2 separate regions of the Manis pentadactyla genome follow, and region 1 is linked to region 2. A link is a contact called in public Hi-C data. All regions are on one chromosome and are shown on one strand. Each heading gives the region's core, a stretch centred on a gene start, on an enhancer-like site or on the middle of the called end of the contact. The rest is flanking DNA. Distances are from core to core; before and after follow the strand shown. Region 1 holds the start of BLCAP (BLCAP apoptosis inducing factor). Region 2 holds the start of GHRH (growth hormone releasing hormone).

The links. Hi-C and Micro-C count contacts between places; a contact is called where the count stands out from the background.
Region 1: a Hi-C map of fibroblasts shows a contact between it and region 2, with 11 times the contacts expected there. The contact joins the promoter of BLCAP here to the promoter of GHRH in region 2. A contact is called at or near these places in 2 of 3 Hi-C or Micro-C datasets (fibroblasts and skin fibroblasts).

The regions. Positions count from the first base shown.
Region 1 is chr5:158,265,118-158,268,862 of mManPen7.hap1, forward strand. BLCAP (BLCAP apoptosis inducing factor) reads right to left here and starts at 2,345. Exons shown (of 2, transcript XM_036902323.2): 1 at 2,192-2,345.
Region 2 is chr5:158,036,077-158,039,581 of mManPen7.hap1, forward strand. It overlaps GHRH (growth hormone releasing hormone), which reads right to left and starts at 2,084. Exons shown (of 5, transcript XM_057503238.1): 1 at 2,015-2,084.

The DNA.
Region 1 (3,745 bases), core at 1,095-3,594, 230 kb after region 2:
ACAACCCACCACAGCAGATGAAAGGGATGCATTTGATTTCTATTCCTGTGCAATGCCTTCAAGTCTGGTCCAGCCATATCTTGTTTGTGAAATTTTTTCCAGAAGTGATACCATTAAAACATTTTATTCTGAGAACAATGGGAAGAGTTGAAAATGACTAGAGTTTTATTGCAAAGCCCTTTTTCCACAGGCCTCTCCTTTTCTTTAAACAGTCTTTACCACCCCCACAAGACTTTGCCCCCACAAAGCCAAGGACAAAGCAGATGAGTTGTGAGGGGACTGGAATAGCTTTGTGGGACTCCAGCAACATGCAGGACTCTGGGGACGAATGCCCCAAGATGTTGGTTTCCTAGCCTAACCAGTTGAAGTTAAGCCCTGGGGAGTTTAGGTACCATGACTTTCAAAGGTAGGGGGTGCTATGTGACACTGTTAACCTTTCTCTGTGGAGGATTTGGATTATAACTGAAGGCAGACCTGGGAGCTTCAGCTGCAGGACAGCAACTGCATATTACAAGTGGGTTGGATGAGGGAGCAGGTTTGCTGTGCGCCACTTGCTACATACCTATTTTCAAACGAGTATCTACTCAGGAGCCAGCACCCTAAAGTGAGATTCTGAATTTGCAGTTATTTTTACCTCCAGAGATTTAACCTGCACACACACATGCGTGAGCGTGCGGGCGTGCGCGCACGCACACACACACACACACACACACACACGAATCTAATAACAGTCTCACACACACACACACACACACACACGAATCTAATAACAGTCTCTTTTTCCCTGGTGACCTCTGACTTCCTCTATATGCCCCAGAGACATGTCACCGTCTTCTCTGGGAATGATCCTGTTCCCCCTTTCCCTCCCACAGGACCCATACCCCAGCAGGATGCAGATTCCTAAGCACTCCCAGAACAGGAAGGCAGAGGCAGGCAACACATGGTCCTTGGTATATCACACAATGACAGGCTTGAAATGGAATGCATATGTTTCAAAGATAAGAGAACAACAAAAGAGACAGCCAAACCCAGACTTCCAGATTCCTTTTTTGAAACTACATATTACAGATAAAAGGTTAAAGTGTTTTTGGCAGCAATTCTAACCAGACCAATTTCAGATACGGAATTGGTTTGGTCACTGCAAACTGACCAGGGCTCTGAATCTTTAACAAATATGCTTGACATTAATTAGTCTCTGATTTAAAACGAACAAATAAACAAAACCTAACACTTGACAATAGCACTTAAGCTGGAACTTTTTTTTTTTTTTGTTGGTCCTGGTTTTGGTGTTGCCGTCCAGAAGGCTGAGGGAATGGTTGGACCATGTCATGCAGGGCAAACAGAATCTGTCCCCAACACACCAGTTCCCTGAAAGGGATAAAACACAATCCGAACCTATAAACTGAGAGACCATTTCTTTCCTAGGACAGACCCCAGACTGTCCCAACATTTAACGGTGAAAAGGGATACGGAGGCTTGGAAGGAAATTAAAGATTTGGAAGAGGGAAGGAAAAAGCAACTGTCCCCCATCCCCCATTTTTCTTTCCAGGCCATTAGTGTGTCAGCATTCCGTTCCTTCAGCTGCCCTTGAGGGCCACTCCTCGTACACATTGGAGGAAAGGAAACGGGTGTTTAGACTTGCTGTAAAGTTGGAGGGGGTAAGGAGGCACCCGTGACTCAAAGCAGAGCGTCAACTTATCACCCCATATACTAAAGCGGAGGCCCGGGGTGGGAGACCCTTTTCTCCCCTCTCCCCCACGCCCCTTCTGACTTAAAAAATGCAAATGAAGTGGAAGGGACAGAATGACAGGCCTCCCAGAAGCTGGGCTTCCTGCTTTGGGCCCGGAGGCGAAGAGGGGGTGGTCTCAGGCCGCAGTACCGCGCTTCCAGACTCTATACGCCCGGTCCCTGGGGTAGACCGGCTAGCACTGACCTTAGGGCCAGGACGAGAACCTAGGAGTCCAGTGGCCCGCCCCCAGGCCAGGAAGGGACACCTCGCCACCCCAGGCCCAGGCTAGGGTCAAAGAGGGCGATCATGTGACACAGGACAGGGGTGGCCCCCAGAGTGCGCGGAAAGAAAACCCCAGAGAGGTACGGGTGGACGCCTAAGGTGACCCCGAAGGGACAACATGGCGGCGCGGCCGCATGGAGGTCCTCTCACCCCGACCCCAGGAGGCCGACGCCACAGTACCTGTGAGCCCTGCCATGGCACCGAAACCACTGTCGCCTTCGCCGCCGCAGCCTCCCTCCACCTCAGTTGGCCACCGACGCCGCAGGAAGCAGGGGAGACGCCCCCTTCGTCTTTAGTCTTGCCGGCCGAGGACCCCTCCTGGGGTTGGGCTGCCTAAAACATATGCCTGATCACACGACCCAAATTAGGGTCGCCCTAGCCCAATATGCGCCAAACGGTACTCCAACATGACTGTTGAAGGCTTTTTATGTACGTGTTTGGAACTCTGAGGGCTCTGAAGTCTTCAAGCCTGAAGAATTTTCAATCAGGCACATTATGGGCAGTCCCAAATCACGAGTTCATGGTCCCTTCATGCATATGCAACAGATTGTGATCGCTACTCACTGAGAGCAGAGGGGAAGTACTTTAAGCTCTGTAGGTGAGCTTCTGGCCTCCGTGGCCCACGTGGGTGACTCGTGTACTCTGGCAAAACGTCTTGGCTCAAAGTCCGCCCCCTCCCTGGCCCTTTCACACAGGGGTCAAAGCTCAGAAGTGGAAAGATCTGGGCTCACAATTTAGGACCGAGTTGGGTCAGGACCTGACTTCTCCCCTTACCCTGTACCTTGGGTAGGCCACTTAAGCTCACAGACCTTCTGCTTCCACATGTCTGATGGAATGCCTACCTCATAACAGGGTTGTTAGCAGGACTGAATGACTCAGGGTAGTCATTTATTTAGGTAATCAAGCACATTCCTTGAGCGCCTGGTCTGTGAAAATGCAGTGCAGGAGAGAGAGAAAGAGAGAGAGAGAAAGAGAGAGAGAGAGAGAAGAGAGGACAGTCACCAAATAATCACTACATTTTAATAGTTTTATAATTCATATTAAATTTATAATTTAATAGTTTTATAAACTATAATTCTGCATCATGGGAAGTGCTGTGGAGGGAAATAAAGTGTTATGAAAAATTAGTGGAGCCCTAATGTAGGGTGAGAGGTAAGGGTGGATTCTCCTCAGGGAGTTGGCATTTACGCTGAGAAACCAAGGACAATAAGGAGTTGTGCCAGGCAAGAATGAGGGGGAAAGTGTTCTAGGCGAAAGAACCACTATCCCAGATGTGGAGGTGGGAAGGGGCAGGGTGCAGGGTGAGCAAGGAGTAGTGCAGTTAGCACTATGTACCACATTTGGATTTTATTTTGAGAGTAATGAGAAACCATTTTCATCAGGGCAGTGATACCATATTTGGGTTTCTGAAAGGCCCCCCTATGTGCATGGCTCAGAAAGCCCTTGGGAGTGGGTAGTGGGAGAGCAGTTAGCAGTTTCCAGGTGCAAAGTAGTGGTAACTCAGGCAGGGTGGTGAAGTAAAGGATGTACGATTGGATGTGGGTGAGTGCTAAGGCATCTTGAGTATGAAGGAGTGAAAGAGTCCTTGGCTAAGGTGCTGAAGGCTGAAGGAAGATCAGATTGAGAGGGAAGGTAAAGAATTTGTTTGGCTTTGAGGAGGTGAGTCTGGCTTTGAAATGGTTGGGTAACACCTAGGTGGGGAGGGTCAGTAAGCACTCAGTTTATATGAGACTG
Region 2 (3,505 bases), core at 834-3,333:
TGCTGATCTAAAGACCAGGGCACAGCCAGGCCCCTGATGACCTCACTTGCCTGCACAGAAGCCCTCGACCCTGCCAGAGTAGAGACCCAACCCTGCCCCTGGCCTAAGCTCTCCCTCAGCCTCCCCACCTCCTGCCCCTTTCCCAGGGGTGGCACAAGGGATTCCAGCCCCTGGGCCCTCCTGGCCCCCACAGCACACCCTTACATCTGCCCTCCAGAGCAGGTATCATGAGCTTTATTTTACAGCTGGGGAAACGAGCCTGGAGAGGAGACGGGCCTTTTCCCACGGTCCTCCATCACATTGGTGTCAGAATGCACCTCGAAATCCCCAGGCCAGCAGACTTTCCCCTGCTCCGCAGCAGTCTCCCAGATACAATACCCCATTCACAGATTCACAGCGCTCCCTATTCATGGGGTACTTCAGAATTCATCACCTGCACATGGGAAACAGTTCTGAGAAACTGAAAGCTTTTGCTCCGGGTCATTGGGTGCTGGGGGAGAAAAAGGGAGACAAACAGGGACGCTGCTTGGTTTGTGCCTCCCTATGCACATCTAGTGGATTTAGGGAGTTGAAAATAACTCGACAAGAAGGCAGAGTTTGGAGGGCAAGTCATAAGAAATACAGTAACCCCTGGCTCATTCAGAATGAGGCTGAGCAACTGCATAGCCTGGTCAGCCAAGAGGCACAGTGTGTGCTATAAACCATGTGCCCTGGGGATGGGTCAAGACACCATTGCTGCTTCTGGGCTGGAGGAACCTAATCCCTGGGGTCACAAAGTCCCACTGAACAAAGATGGAAAACAAAAGGAGTTACTCAGCTCATGGTAGGACAAGAATAGAGGTTGGGTCACCAAGGATAAAATAGCTGTTGACAGGCATATTCCACATGACCAGTCTCAGAGGCTAGAATTCACTGAATTAAATGTAGCACCCATCTGCAATCTCCTTGATGGCTCTGAAGGCACTTCAGGGTTTATCATCTGTCATTGTATTGGTTAGCTTTCCACAGTGCTTACAAATGAATTCTGTGGTTAGATATAATTGAAGTTGTCTGGATTCAGGATAAACAGGCACTTCATCTGCATCAGTTGGCACCTTTTACCAGCCTTCATGCCAAGGATGCCATGAGAATTCTGCAGATGTGTCTTTAGCTAACAACAGAGGTCAGGTCTCAAGTGCCCAAACTAGCAAGGCAACTCTTGAACACCTAGGAAAAAAAGCCTTTTAACTTTCTTAAATATTCTGTTTTTTAATTTAAGAACTCCAATGCACTACCATCCTGAAACAGTTCATATAAGCTGTTTCAACAAGTGTTCCAAGTCAAAGATGATCTAAGTTTTTAATGAGGAAACATCTTAAACTGCCATTCAAAAGAGAGACACCCCACTTCCTTCCAGAAAGGTTTGCGGCAGCTTACGGTGAAAGACACAAATCCTTCAGGACCGTTAAAGCACTGATTGAGAAACAAGCAAAGGGGTAAAGGAGTGCTCCAAGGGCAGATGATTGTGTCTAAAACCCAGAGCAAGATTTATGGTTGCAACTGAGCAAGAAAGCAAAATGTTATCAATTTCCAGGCAATTATATTGAATACGTTCTGAGCGATAGATGAGTGGGATTGATTTACACAGCCACTTGTCTCCTTTCGGATACGTGGCAGAACCCCCTTGTTAACAAGAGAATCTAGCCAGATCATGTCTTGCCCCAGATGCCTGCCTGCACACCCTTGAATGAGCATGGAGACCTCATCCGCCTCTGACTGACACCTGGAAACGTGTCTGCCTGCCTGCCACTTCCCCACCAGTTGAGGTGCCATGTATCTGAGACAACCTCAGAATGGTGCCAACCATCAAAAGCATGTTCCACAGCCCATAACCAGGGGCCTAAATGTACTCACCAGTCCATGGGAAGAGAGGAGGCATTGGGCCTCTTTGACCAGGTATCTATGAGTGGGTGAAAAGGTCGAGTTTCTTGTACCCCTCCAGCCCAGCCCCAAGAGCTACGCCCTCTCACCTCACCTCCAGTGTGCAGGTCTCCCTCTGCTCCGAGGCGCTGCTCCAGTCCACAGACCTTGGGCTCCGTGTGTGCTCTGGCGGCTGCGTGATGCTCCCATCATTTATACCTTCATTTTCCTAAGTGTTTTCAGCATCAGAGAATCAATTACCCACAAGTCAACCAAAGGGCCATTTTTAGCATCACGCTGATAAACCCTAATAGGGGAAACAGGTTTTGCCCCTTGCAAATTAAGGTGTATTGAACGTTCCCTTTGTCTTTGAGGGAATGGACAGAGCACAAACTTACATTATTCTGAGAGGATTAGAGAGTAGTACCGCTCCTCTGATAACTGGAGTCCTCATACAGGTGAAAACTTCCATTTACTCTCTGAGATAAATGTGCCTTTTCAAAAGTTCATATATTTTGTTATGTCTATGTGCAATTTTCCTTCATTTTAGGGTAGTCAACATTACAGATGTTTTTCTCTTCTCAGTGAGGGAAGTAGTTGGCCATCTCGTTGTCCAATTATCACAATTTTCCTTTATTTGATTTACACCTGCTGCAGTCACAGGCCAGCATAGGCAGCTAGCCTGGGGTGCATACAGTGTAATATGTCAAGGCAGCCAGACATTGGTAGTTGCCGCAGAAATGTGTGAAATGATAGGAAAGAGATGGAAAACCTTGGGAGAGCTGTGCTTCCAGAGTTCTCTAGCCTATAGCTAATGAATCTTCAAGAATATCATAAAAGTGTGTGAGGCCGAAGGGCTGGTTTCCCATAAGGCTGTGGTGGAAGAGTGGAAAGAGCTTTAAGCTTCGAGTCCAGAGGCCTGCTGCCTCTCCTGTGTCTGTCAATCACGACCTCTGTGACCCTCTGCAACTTACTTCTCCCTCTAGGCTTCAGATTCTATTCTTGGAAACACATGAGTTGGCAGAGAAGAGCAGTTTTCAACTTTTTAAAAAGTGCCATAGACCTTTCTTTGGAAATCTTCTATGGAAGTACAGAATATAAAACAGATTTTAAAAAATGGGGCGGCTCTGGTTGTGGAGCGGGGAATGGAGACTCTTTGCCAGCCCCTGACACTCCTCTATGGGTCTCAGTTAGAACCAGTAGTTCCCATATCTGCCATTAGGGAGTGGGGTGGGCCTTCTCCCCTGCCCACCACCTGGCATTTTCTTGGGTGCTCAGAGGAAAGTACACGTCCTTGTTTTCAGACAGCTGCACAAGGCAGCATGCGAGAAGCTGAGTGATCACCTTAGGCAGGTAGATACAGAGAGGAATCAAATGTTCCAAGAATCAAGAGAAGGGAAAATCACAGTAAAGCTGGGAGAGCATCAGGCAGTGGCTGGGAGAAGCCTAAACAGGAGCATGAATTTGGGTGGCTAATGGACTTGGATTTGAAACTCAGCTCTGCCACTTGCAAGCCATGTGATTCTGGGCAAGGTGTTTAATCTCTCTGAGTCTTGGTAACCACATCTGTACAATGGGGGTGATAATACCTACCCCAGGTTGTTGT